Linked DNA regions of Sus scrofa: regions 1 and 3 are each linked to region 2. Evidence: chromatin contacts called from public Hi-C and HiChIP or PLAC-seq data. All regions are on one chromosome and are shown on one strand. Each heading gives the region's core, a stretch centred on a gene start, on an enhancer-like site or on the middle of the called end of the contact. The rest is flanking DNA. Distances are from core to core; before and after follow the strand shown.

Region 1 (3,511 bases), core at 927-3,426, 100 kb before region 2:
TCCTTTTAGTACCGTGCCTCCGGCATATTGGAGGTTCCCAGGCTGGGGGTCTAATCAGAGCTACTGCTGCTGGCCTACACCACAGCCACAGCAACGCCAGATCCGAGCCACGTCTGCAAACTACACCACAGCTCAGAGCAACGCCGGATCCTTAACCCACTGAGCAAAGCCAGGGATTGAACCCGCAACCTCATGGTTCTTAGTCGGATTTGTTTTCACTGCGCCACGACGGGAACTCCATTTTTTTTTTTACCATGCTTAATTGTTCTGTCTTCTTTCGTGCAAGTGAAAAAGTACAAAACATCAATTTGACCTGGAATTACTCTGGAGACATGGGTGCTTGCTACTACCCTCGGAACAGAAAACTGCATGTTGTTGGTATAGCTTTTCACCCACCCAGCCCCAGAGAATTCAAGTGAAACATTGGAAAACCCAGACAGTCTTCTGGATGCCTAATTCCAGGTGATATCAGACATTCACGTAAACAAACATCCCATGGATCCACTGAATTTTCTATCTTTGAACTGTTTGGGTCCTTTTCTTTTTTTTTTTCATTGAAGAAATTTGTTTTCCGCAGCACTTCAGAACAGCAGCAAGCGCCAACTTGCATCTCGTTTTAAGAGAGAATTTCACTATTGAGTTAAAGTAAAAGGCAAGAGAGACGAGTCACTTTCCAATCCATTTCTCAGGGAATTGGGAAACCCCCTGATTTATTTCCATCCACACTCGCTGTTTGCCTTCTCTCCTGAAGGTCAAGGCCTGCGGGTTGGGGTGGGTGATAACCTCCCCGCAAACGATTCTGCATTTGATGTACTAACCCTGGCAGGACGTTCTGGGTTAGGCTAACACAGGGTAGTCCTAATTAAAGCCCTATCCAAGCTCAAACTTCACAACCAAACAAACCAGTTTTACAACACACGGGAATATAATTTCGCTTCACACTTGCAGCGGAAAAAGAAACACAAAGGAAGGAAAAAGCTGGCAGCTCAGCCCACAAGCAGCCGCCTTCTGTACACACTACCAGCTTGATCCAATTAGGAAACATTAGCGGTCCGGTGACAGATCTGAAAACAAAGGTTCAGAGGAGACACAAGAGTCCTGACAGCAGTTGGGGAAATCACAAAATCTCCAGCCCAGGTGAGTTTCTTTGATATTTAAAAAAATGAAGCAATTATAAGGAGGACTCTTGGCCTCAGAGTTCCCATCGTGGCGCAGTGGTTAACGAATCTGACTGGGAACCATGAGGTTGCCGGTTCGGTCCCTGCCCTTGCTCAGTGGGTTAAGGACCCGGCATTGCCGTGACCTGTGGTGTAGGTTGCAGACGCGGCTCGGATCCCTAGTTGCTGTGGCTCTGGCTCTGGCGTAGGCCGGTGGCTACAGCTCCGATTCGACCCCTAGCCTGGGAATCTCCATATGCCGCGGGAGCGGCCCAAGAAATAGCAAAAAGACAAAAAAAAAAAAAAAAAAAAAAAAAAGAGGACTTGGCCTCATCAGCTGTTTTTTTTGCACATTTAAGGAATAAGAGCCCAAGTCTAGAACATAGCCTGGTATTAATCTCAGGATGAAATTTGGTTTAATCTTTAAAACAAAACCAAAACAACAACAACAACAAAACCGTATGGAACTTTCTTAGTTGCAAACAAACCGCGCAGGCATATTTGTATATATCCGGGGAAATTAACAACATCTGAGGCTTAGGTTTGAGTCCCCTTCCCCTGTCCCTCCCACCACCAGCCCCTCCAAGCGCACATCCTAAAGAAAGCAAACCAAAACAGGGTAGTGAAAGGCACTGGGGAGGGGCTGCATGCCAAGCAGTTTCTTTTTTCAACGGAATTTGAAAAAAATCCCACTAAGGCTCAAGCCCTGCTGAGTCCTGCCCTGAGTGAGAACCGCAATGCCGCCCGCTTACCTGTGATCAGCACCGCCTTTTGATCCACAGGTAAAAACTCTTGGCCAGAAAAGTAAGCATACATGAGAAAACATGACAGGGAGAAGAGGATCAAGCCCCAGAAGAGAGAGAGGCTGAGCAGGCAAGCCCCTCCCCAGAGGCCAGCCAGGCAGACCATCTTTCTGCCCTCCTGCCTGTGGTTCTTCTTGAGTTTGCAAAGAATTACTGCTCCCAGCACTGCCGTGACAGTCAGGCAGAGCCACCCTGTCTCAGAGAAGAACGTGCCCATTCTCAGATTCTCCCTGCACCTCTCCGTGCTCAGGGCCAGCAAGTCAAGTGGGCAAAGGCAGGCTGGAGGCAGCGGGGGTTATATGAACCGGGAGGCAAGGAGGGAGGGGGAGAAAACAGCCCTGGCTCACTTTCAATGAGCATGAATTAAGCATACTCCTACAGCCACATATTTCCTGGTGGGTAATTTAAACCAGTCTGCAGTTTAATGTAAATACCAGAGCACTTCCTATTTGGTTGCTCCCCCTCTACACCCACTGCACACATGACACATACGAACCCATAACAAACACGCATTATTTTTTTAATGACCTCTGGAGAGATAACAGGTTGGGTAATAATTGACAGAATTCAATCTATGTGAACAGTGAATAACAAAACCTCTCACACACAGGAAATCTCTTCTCCGGGAGGCTGTGTTTGCCTGCCTGTTGAGCCCTTTTCCTGACTCACGGGCGGGTGCGTGTGCATGGGTGTGTGTGTCCGTGTGTAAATTCAGGCATCCAGTTTGGAAGGTCAGCTCTGGAAGGAGAAGGCGTCACGGATTTTGTCCTTGACGACCGGACTTTTGCCGCCTCCCACCAGAATCAGCCTGAAGGGTTAGATGCAGAGAGAGTACAGAAGTGAGGGAAGAGATGCTTGGCAGATGGGAAGCGCTCCGGTCCTACCAAAGGAAGGATGTGCCCGGGAGAAATAACGTAATGATGAGAATATGAATAATGGTCACTATCTCTTGGTACTTTTTCATGCCAGCAACCATGTCCAGCCGAGACTGTATTCTCTGCCAGGCTCTGCTCCAGACACTGGCTCTCAACAGTCTTCATGCGCAGTCTCTTTGAACTCTGTGTCCCTATCAGGTAGGTCCTATTATTGTAGCAGTTTTACAGGTGAGGAAACTGAGGCACAGAGACGTTAAGAGACTTGCCCAAGATCACACAGAAGTAGAGACAAGCAGCCTTGTTTCCAAACGACGGCCTGCCTTAGGCAAAAAAATAAAAGACAATTAGTACAGGCGTTCCTGCTGTGGTACATGGGGTTAAGGATCTGGTGATGTCTCTGAGGTGGCTCTGGTTCAATCCCCAGGCTGGGAACTTACATATGCCCCGAGAGCAGCCCCCCCGCCTCCCCAAAACTTAGTACATTATGCACTCACTCTTCCTTACTTCCAAAGCCTCATTTGAACCATGACATATTTCAAAGGATGTTATTATGCACATTTTACAGAAAGGAAAACAGGCTAGAAGAGGATAACTTACTTACATGAGAGTGGTGGGTCCTGACCCACCCTCATGACCTAATGGGCTCAAAAGTCAGCACCCGGAAGCCTCATCTTAC
Region 2 (3,513 bases), core at 234-2,733:
TTACAAATATCTGCCACCTAGAAATGAAAATGATTCACTCAGAAGAAATTAAAACCCACGGAACACTGCACCTTGAATTGAGAGTGACTACAGCTGTGGTTCAACTCTTTCAATACTCCCGAGGCCGAAGACTCAGAGGAGTAATAAATGCCCACATCCATTTCCTCCACTTAGCCCTTTGCACGCGCAGGACAGGGGAGTGTTTCATCTCTAAAGATTTCCAATGGGAAGAAGTCTTCCTGCCCCCTGGCAGCCCACAGCAGTATCGATCATCCTGCTCTAAAAGCCATTCCCTCTTTACAATCAGGACCTGTGTCTGACAGTCATTTAGATGCTTCTTTTGATTTAGCAGCGGGTTGAGAGGGGCCGAGTCCCCCCCACGCCTCCCCATGAAGGAATGCTTAAGGCAGCACATACCAGAGGTTGGTCTGCTTGTTCTGATGCAAGATAATAGCCAAACACAGTTGAAATGCAAGTCTTGCTCCCACCCACTCACAACCCCTTTTCTAGAAGGAACCCTTGTTCATAGTATCTTTCCAAGACAGGCTATGCACACATTCATTTCCCTTAAAAAAAAAAAAATCACAGTACCACTGTAGCTCAGCAGTTAACGAACCCAACTGACTAGTATCCATGAGGACACGGGTTCGATCCCCGGCCTCACTGAGTGGGTTAAGTATCCGGCGTTGCCAGGAACTGTGGTGTTGTTTGCAGACGTGGCGTGGTGTGGCTGTGGCCAGCAGCGACAGTTCCGATTAGACCCCTAGCCTGGGAACTTCCACAGGCCACAGGTGCGCCCAACGAAAAGAGAAAAAAAAAAAAAAAAAAAAAAAAAAAAAAAAGACCCCCCCCCCAAAAAATGATATAATAGACATGAATTTGTAGTCTTAGGATTATCATACTTATGCGCTCGCCAAAGAGATGAAGGAAGCAAACAGACCAAATACTAATTTCATCTACTTAACTCTCTGCCCGCAAATTACACAACTATACTTGCCACACCATCTGGGCTGTGTTTTGTTTTGTTGTTTTTAAACCATTTATACAAAATAATCTACTCTGGCTTAAGTCTTTTTAAAAAATAATTATTTATGTATCTTTTTTGCTTTTTAGGGCTGTTGCTGCAGCATATGGAGGTTCCCAGGCTAGGGGTCGAATCAGAGCTATAGCTGCCGGCCTACACCACAGTGACAGCAATGCAGGATCCAAGCTGCATCCTTGACCTACACCATAGCCCGTTAGGTTACCATGGCTGTGTCTGACTTAGAAGTGGAGATGTGTACCTCGAAGGCTGGTATCGGCACTGTCTCTATGGATTCTCCAGGGCAAGCAAGGCCCCGGTTAGGGCTTTTAGGCTGTTTGCTCTGTGCAGGTCTTGGCTTATTGGATGATGAGTCTTACTTCTCTTAGAGCACATTGGAGTCTGTTGATTTATCGCCTCTACGTGATACCTCCTGAACCTCTCCCTTTGCACTGCTTGTGATGAAACTGGCGTGCTTACATAACCCTCCAACTTTGGTCCTGCCCTCCTCTCGTCGGGTAAGCTGTATTGTTATTTCTCCATCGACATGGTGTGTAATGTTTGCATTCCATGTTGTAACCTTAAATCTCCCACGAGGGGAGGCTAGTTTTTCTGGTATTTAAGCAGCAAAACAGAAAGAATAGGACCCGGCATACATTGCCCCACCACCGCGATCTCAGCATTAACCTTTTACTGTGCTTCGTGCTGCATTCATCCCCCCACCCATCGAGCATGTGTGTGGTACTCACTTCACCTGCCAAGGAAAGATGAAGACTCCTGTATGCATCTTCCTGATGTTAGCATACATTTCATTAACTGGAGCTCACTATTTATTCGGTGTCGTTTTTCTGACTACACACAATGAAACGCGGGCATTTTTTCAGGCACCCAGTGCTCCCCACCTTCCTACTGCCCTCTTCCGTCGATATTTTGGCTGGCTCAGTTTGTCTTCTCTGCTCTGCAGTATGAGCTCATGGGACGTATAATCCCTGGACTGTGCCTGTTTGAACACATCCATCCTTTGATTTTATACTTGAGTGACAGTGTGAGCTGGTATAAAATTCTCAGGTCACACTCTTTTCCCTGGAGGAGCTTGGTGACACTGCTCACCTTGAATTCTGCTGTAGAGAAAGTTTTCTGACTTATCCTCCCCTTACAGGTAGCAGGAATTATGTGATGTGCGTGAAAGATGTGAATGGCCTGTGGGTCTCAGGAAAAGGCAGATTCTGCCTCCAGAGGTCAGGGATGGGGCTGAGCCTCTGCATCGCTGATGAGCCGCGCTGGGGGAAGCTGTCAGCCTAGGTGGTGACCGGCTTCTAGGATGCACAGAAATGCTGAGTGCCGGGTGGGGGTCGGGGGGCCGAGCGCTCCAGGGATTGGGTCCCAGCACTGAGGTGCGGCCCCACACGGCTGCGAGCCCCCGAGTGTGCGGCTGTGAGCTCTGTCCCAGGCCTTGGCTGGAGGCCTCGTTTCCTGTGCCTCCTCTCACTGCCCGAGCCTCGTTAGGAAGGGCAGCCCTTTGTATGTATTAGGATCAGGGCTGAGAGGGGTTTGCCAGCTGGACTAAAGGTAGTTGGATCTCGTTTTTCTTGTTGGTTTTGGTTGTGTCAGAGAGGAAAGGGTAAGAGAGACCTGTTTTGAAACAGGATCTGAATGCTGGCACTTTGCGGAGGAGGGGTGGCCTCTGGCATGGGGTCTGGCACGGGCTGCACAGTAGAAAGAACATGGGGTCTGAAGTCAGACTTGCTGGGGTTGAATCCCAGCTCAGGTCGGACAGGTGTGTGACCTTGAGCTAGTTCATTAAGAGCTGCAGGACCCAAAGTGCTTCCATTAGAAAAGTGGAGATGCTAAGACCCCTTTCACAGGAGTGCTGGGAGGAGTAAAAGAGACAGACTTTGGGGCACCCAGCACAGTCAACACTGTTCTCCTTCTGTGCTGAGCTGCAGCTGGCTTAAAAGCTTAAGCACATGCCTAATGACAATGGGCAGTTTATTTCCAAGTTCCAAAGGCCCCGTGCCTTACACACAGAGGTACTGTTCATTCCACCTCAAGCCTTCCGTGTGCATGTGCCGGAGCAGCAGCAGCAGCGGGGCAGAATACGAGGTCTTACAGGGAGGAGCGCACAGCTGGGGGAGAGGCACATTCTGTACCGTCCTTGAGATGCTGTTCTTTATTTTTTAAATCTCTCCAGGCTGCGTCTTAGCCTCTTCTAGAAGACTAGACACAGTTTGGTGGCTGGGAGGGGCTCCACTGCTCATACCCTGGTCAGGACACGTAAGGGGTGGGGGGACAGAAACAGCACAGCCGCTGGTCTGTGCGGGTGAGGCCAGGAAATGTGTGAGAAACGGGTGGGCACTGTTACCATAAAAAAAAATCGGTCAGAAGCCTGCCTTCTTTGGCTGATCTGAAAGAGGCCAACGGCACGTAAAGTACTGCAGCTAAATAGCTGGGTCTCAGGTAGGTTCCAGGCCGGGCAGGTTCACCCAGACGGT
Region 3 (3,534 bases), core at 957-3,456, 76 kb before region 2:
GGTAAAACAAATAAAAGAAGGCGGGGTCCCTTGTGAATGTGTGCAGCGGGCCACTTCCCCTTCCCTGTGGCGAGAGTGGGAAGTAAACTTTCATTGCATTAAACCAGTGAGATTTCAGGGCTTACCTATTACAGAAGCTAGCACTGCTTCCCATAAATACATAAACTGTTCAACTCTTTCTGAGATTCTAAAAGTCCAATGGGAGCTGCAGCTTCCAGCCTATACCACAGTCACAGCAACTTGGGATCCAAGCCCCATCTGCAACCTACGCCAGAGCTCAGAGCAATGCGGGATCCTTAACCCACTGTTCAAGGTCAGGGATTGAACCCACATCCTCGTGGATACTAGCCGAGTTCATTTCCGAGGAGCCGCAATGGGAACTCCCTTTCTTCCCTCCCTCCTTCCTTTCCTCCTTTCCCTCCTTTCTCCCTTACTGGCCATCCCATGGCATATGGAGTTCCTGAGCCTGGGATCTTGTCTGAGTCACCCCGTGGATGACTACTAGAGTAGCAGCCTACTGAGTAGGCTGCAGTCACACTGGATCCTTTAACCCACTGTTAAAGGCTGGGAAAGAGAACCTGCGACGTGGCGCTGCAGAGACACCTTTGATGCTGTTGCGCCACAGCAGGAACCCCTAGAGCTATTTTCCACTACTTGAAACCTGAAGAATCTTAACGGATACAATTGCGATGAGAATCTGATGAGCAGGTAGGTGTAGTAAAACCTGGAGTTTGTACATCAGTAAGGAATTATTACTGCAAACCGATTTTTCTGAGATGTATTCACTTTCTGGATGTCTTATTAGGGAAAAAAAACTAAAAAAGTATTCACATGGACTCATACTGCAGTCCATTTCTTTCTTGGGTCATTTCTAAGCGTTCTTGTTTAGACCTCTACAAAATCAACTCGGTAAATTGCAATGGAAACTAAGGAAGTAATTATAAAGTTTATAATTTTCCCTTAAAACTTAAGTGCTTAGATTTTTAAAGAGTCCTCAGCGGCACAAGAATATTAACATTTCAATTTGCCACACTTCTTCTTATGGGCTATCAACATGCAGTAAATTTGGATGTTCCTTAGAGGACCCTGAAATTCCCGGCAAGGAAGTCTGTCTTCCAAAATGCTTCCTCAGAGGGATCTTCCTTGGCTACTGGTCCCAAGAGTATGTTTCTGGTCACTCCACCCCCTCACTAGCTCTCCTCTTTCCCTCTTCTAATCTTTGTGCAAATTGTGGGCAGCCAGAGAAAAGCTATTCCTTAAGACTCCATAGTACAACCATATCTCGGTCTCCCAAGAATTATGGGATCACATAATTAGAATCACTGTATTAGAATCACTGTAAACTGATAGGCAAGATAGACAAGAATCAAGAGAAGAAAGTAGGAGGGAGGCCAACACATTTCGCTTTCCTCACACAGCTTTCATGAATGTTTATATCCCAGGGCTGGAGGTTTTCCTTGTGACCTCAGTGAAGCAGTAAGTGACTTACTTCATACGGGCCTCTTTGAGTCTGAACGTGGTCAGAACAGTATGAGAAGTGAAAACCCCTTCGCTTGACCCACCAAAATGAAATCGTCCACAGCTCTTGGTCAATTCAGGTGTGTGTGTGTGTGTGTGTGTATGCAGAGCCTGCAGCTTTCCATAGAACCAGACTCCTGACCAGGAGACAAAAGATGGGCCTCTCGGAGAGCTTTGAATGGGGATGCCAACAATCCTTTCTACATGGCTTTTAAGTCTGTGCTTCCTGCAGCAACAAAGGCTAATCTTAGCATCACTGTCTGTGCAGTGATCCAAAGAAGTGGAACTAGAAAAATAGGGAAATGGGGATATGGGAAAACATACACGTAAATATAAATGTGGAAACTGAGAGATAAATAGAGATTTTAAAAGATACGTGAATATTCAGGAGTCTGGAGAGCCTCATCCATCCATCCATCTATCCAATCATCCAAGCATTAACTGCTTGAGCTGAGGCCATCCTATTTTAACAAGCACTGTTAAATAGTGTTGGGGGCACATAAAGATGGAAGTGGAAGTCTAAAAACAGAAATTGGAGGTAGGTACCGCAGTAGACGGGCCCTGAAAGGGCGCCCCCGAGGTTGAAACACATGGGTTGGACACGTCGGGGAGGCTCATGGAGTGACCGTGATGCCCCAGTACAGGCGATGGTGGAAGAGAAACCTGCGCATCATAGAGATGCCGAGACCTCCGAGCTTCCTAGAGAGGCCCGGAAGTGGCTCCGGGAGGCCAGTCCGACGGCTCTGGCGCCGAGCGGGGGCGGTGACAGGTAAGAGACGTCTGGGCTGCTTCCCCAGGACGGTCCCGCAGCCGTCGTTGTCTGCTGCCATTGTGAGTGGGCCTGGGTTGGGAGGGCCGCCCCGCTGCGGGACCTGGCCGGGCTGGCGGGGGCGCCCAGGCTCGCACGCGCGTCGGGGGACCACGGAGAGCACACCCCCGCCGCCCTCCGCACTGGTACCTGCGCTGGGTGGCCACTGGTACAGGGCGCGGAAGTGAGTGATGCTGACCTAGATTCCGCCCTTTGTAGTTCCTTCGGATTCCAAGGAGCCAAGCTCAGCTAGGATTTCTAGAATGTCACGAACATCTGCTAGCTTCTGTTTTTCTTTTTCTTTTTAACATGGCAGGCCCCAAGCCCGGAGCTATCAACAGGCACCTATATCTGGCTGGATTTTTTATTTTCATCACACCTTGGGGGGAAAGACTACGTTCTCTTGATGGCAAATAATTCCGGTTTTCCATTTAAGTGGCCATGTAAGGTTCCCATTAAAAACGAACGTACTTATCGATAAAAAGTAAGTGGATGTAAATAAAACACAATAGGTGAATAATAGTTCCGGAGATACCAGGTGTGACAGAAGTTATGAAGGTAGTAAGGGAACACTGCAGTGTACCAGCCCAGCCGGGGGCTCCTACAGACCAGGCTTCAAGTCCTGGGTCCAGCTCAGCCACTGACACCTGCATAGTTTGGGAGCCAGTTTCTATTTTTCTTTTTTATATATTTTCCTAGCTCTATTGAGATATAATTGATGTTTAACACTGTGGAATTTTGAGGTGTACAACGTGATGACTTGATACATGTATATATATTTTGTGAATTGATAACCACACTAAGGTTAGCTAACATCTCCATCCCTCACATAATTATAGTTTTTTTGTGTAGGGCGAGATCTTTAAAGATCTCTTTTAGCAGCTTTCAAGCATGTGATACAGAATTACTGACTGTGGTTGGTCCAGTGCTGTGTATTCGATTCCCCAGATCGCAAATCTGTCTTGTAACTGGAAGCTTAGACCCTTTGACCAACATCTTCTCTTTTCCCTTACCCCCCAGTATCCCTGGCAACCCTACCCCCCAGTTGCTGGCAACCACTATTCTACACTTTATTTCTTTAAGTTCGCCTTTTTTTTTTTTTAAGATTCTTTCTATGTGATACCATGCAATATTTGTCCTTGTCTGATCTATTTCACTTAGCATTATGCCCTCAGGTTCCAGTTGTATTGTCAGTAATGGTATGATTT

What was found. A called contact is a pair of places that touch in the nucleus more often than the background predicts. HiChIP or PLAC-seq counts read pairs in DNA pulled down with a chosen protein or histone mark.
Region 1: a contact with region 2 is called in a Hi-C map of liver, with 1.7 times the contacts expected there. The contact joins the promoter of HSD17B2 here to the enhancer-like site in region 2. A contact is called at or near these places in 3 of 47 Hi-C or Micro-C datasets (blood, embryonic fibroblasts and liver) and 1 of 2 datasets of contacts at active chromatin or transcription factors (alveolar macrophages).
Region 3: a contact with region 2 is called in an H3K27ac HiChIP or PLAC-seq map of alveolar macrophages. The contact joins the promoter of SDR42E1 here to the enhancer-like site in region 2. A contact is called at or near these places in 1 of 5 promoter capture datasets (liver), 4 of 47 Hi-C or Micro-C datasets (alveolar macrophages, liver and skeletal muscle) and 1 of 2 datasets of contacts at active chromatin or transcription factors (alveolar macrophages).

The regions. Positions count from the first base shown.
Region 1 is chr6:6,358,258-6,361,768 of Sscrofa11.1, forward strand. HSD17B2 (hydroxysteroid 17-beta dehydrogenase 2) reads right to left here and starts at 2,177. Exons shown (of 5, transcript NM_001167649.1): 1 at 1,910-2,177. The coding sequence starts at 2,177. It overlaps LOC110260906 (a long non-coding RNA gene), which reads left to right and starts at 969. Exons shown (of 3, transcript XR_002344481.1): 1 at 969-1,137; 2 at 2,930-3,033.
Region 2 is chr6:6,461,303-6,464,815 of Sscrofa11.1, forward strand. All of the region lies in intron 30 of PLCG2 (1-phosphatidylinositol 4,5-bisphosphate phosphodiesterase gamma-2), which reads right to left. Among named protein-coding and RNA genes, the nearest start is that of SDR42E1, 76 kb to the left of the region's middle. Within about 2 kb of position 1,484, at least 5 of the 83 cell types and tissues checked have an H3K27ac peak or open chromatin away from gene starts, as enhancers often do. A contact at or near this core is called in alveolar macrophages and liver, where this site is marked.
Region 3 is chr6:6,385,074-6,388,607 of Sscrofa11.1, forward strand. It overlaps SDR42E1 (short-chain dehydrogenase/reductase family 42E member 1), which reads left to right and starts at 2,207. Exons shown (of 4, transcript XM_021093756.1): 1 at 2,207-2,287.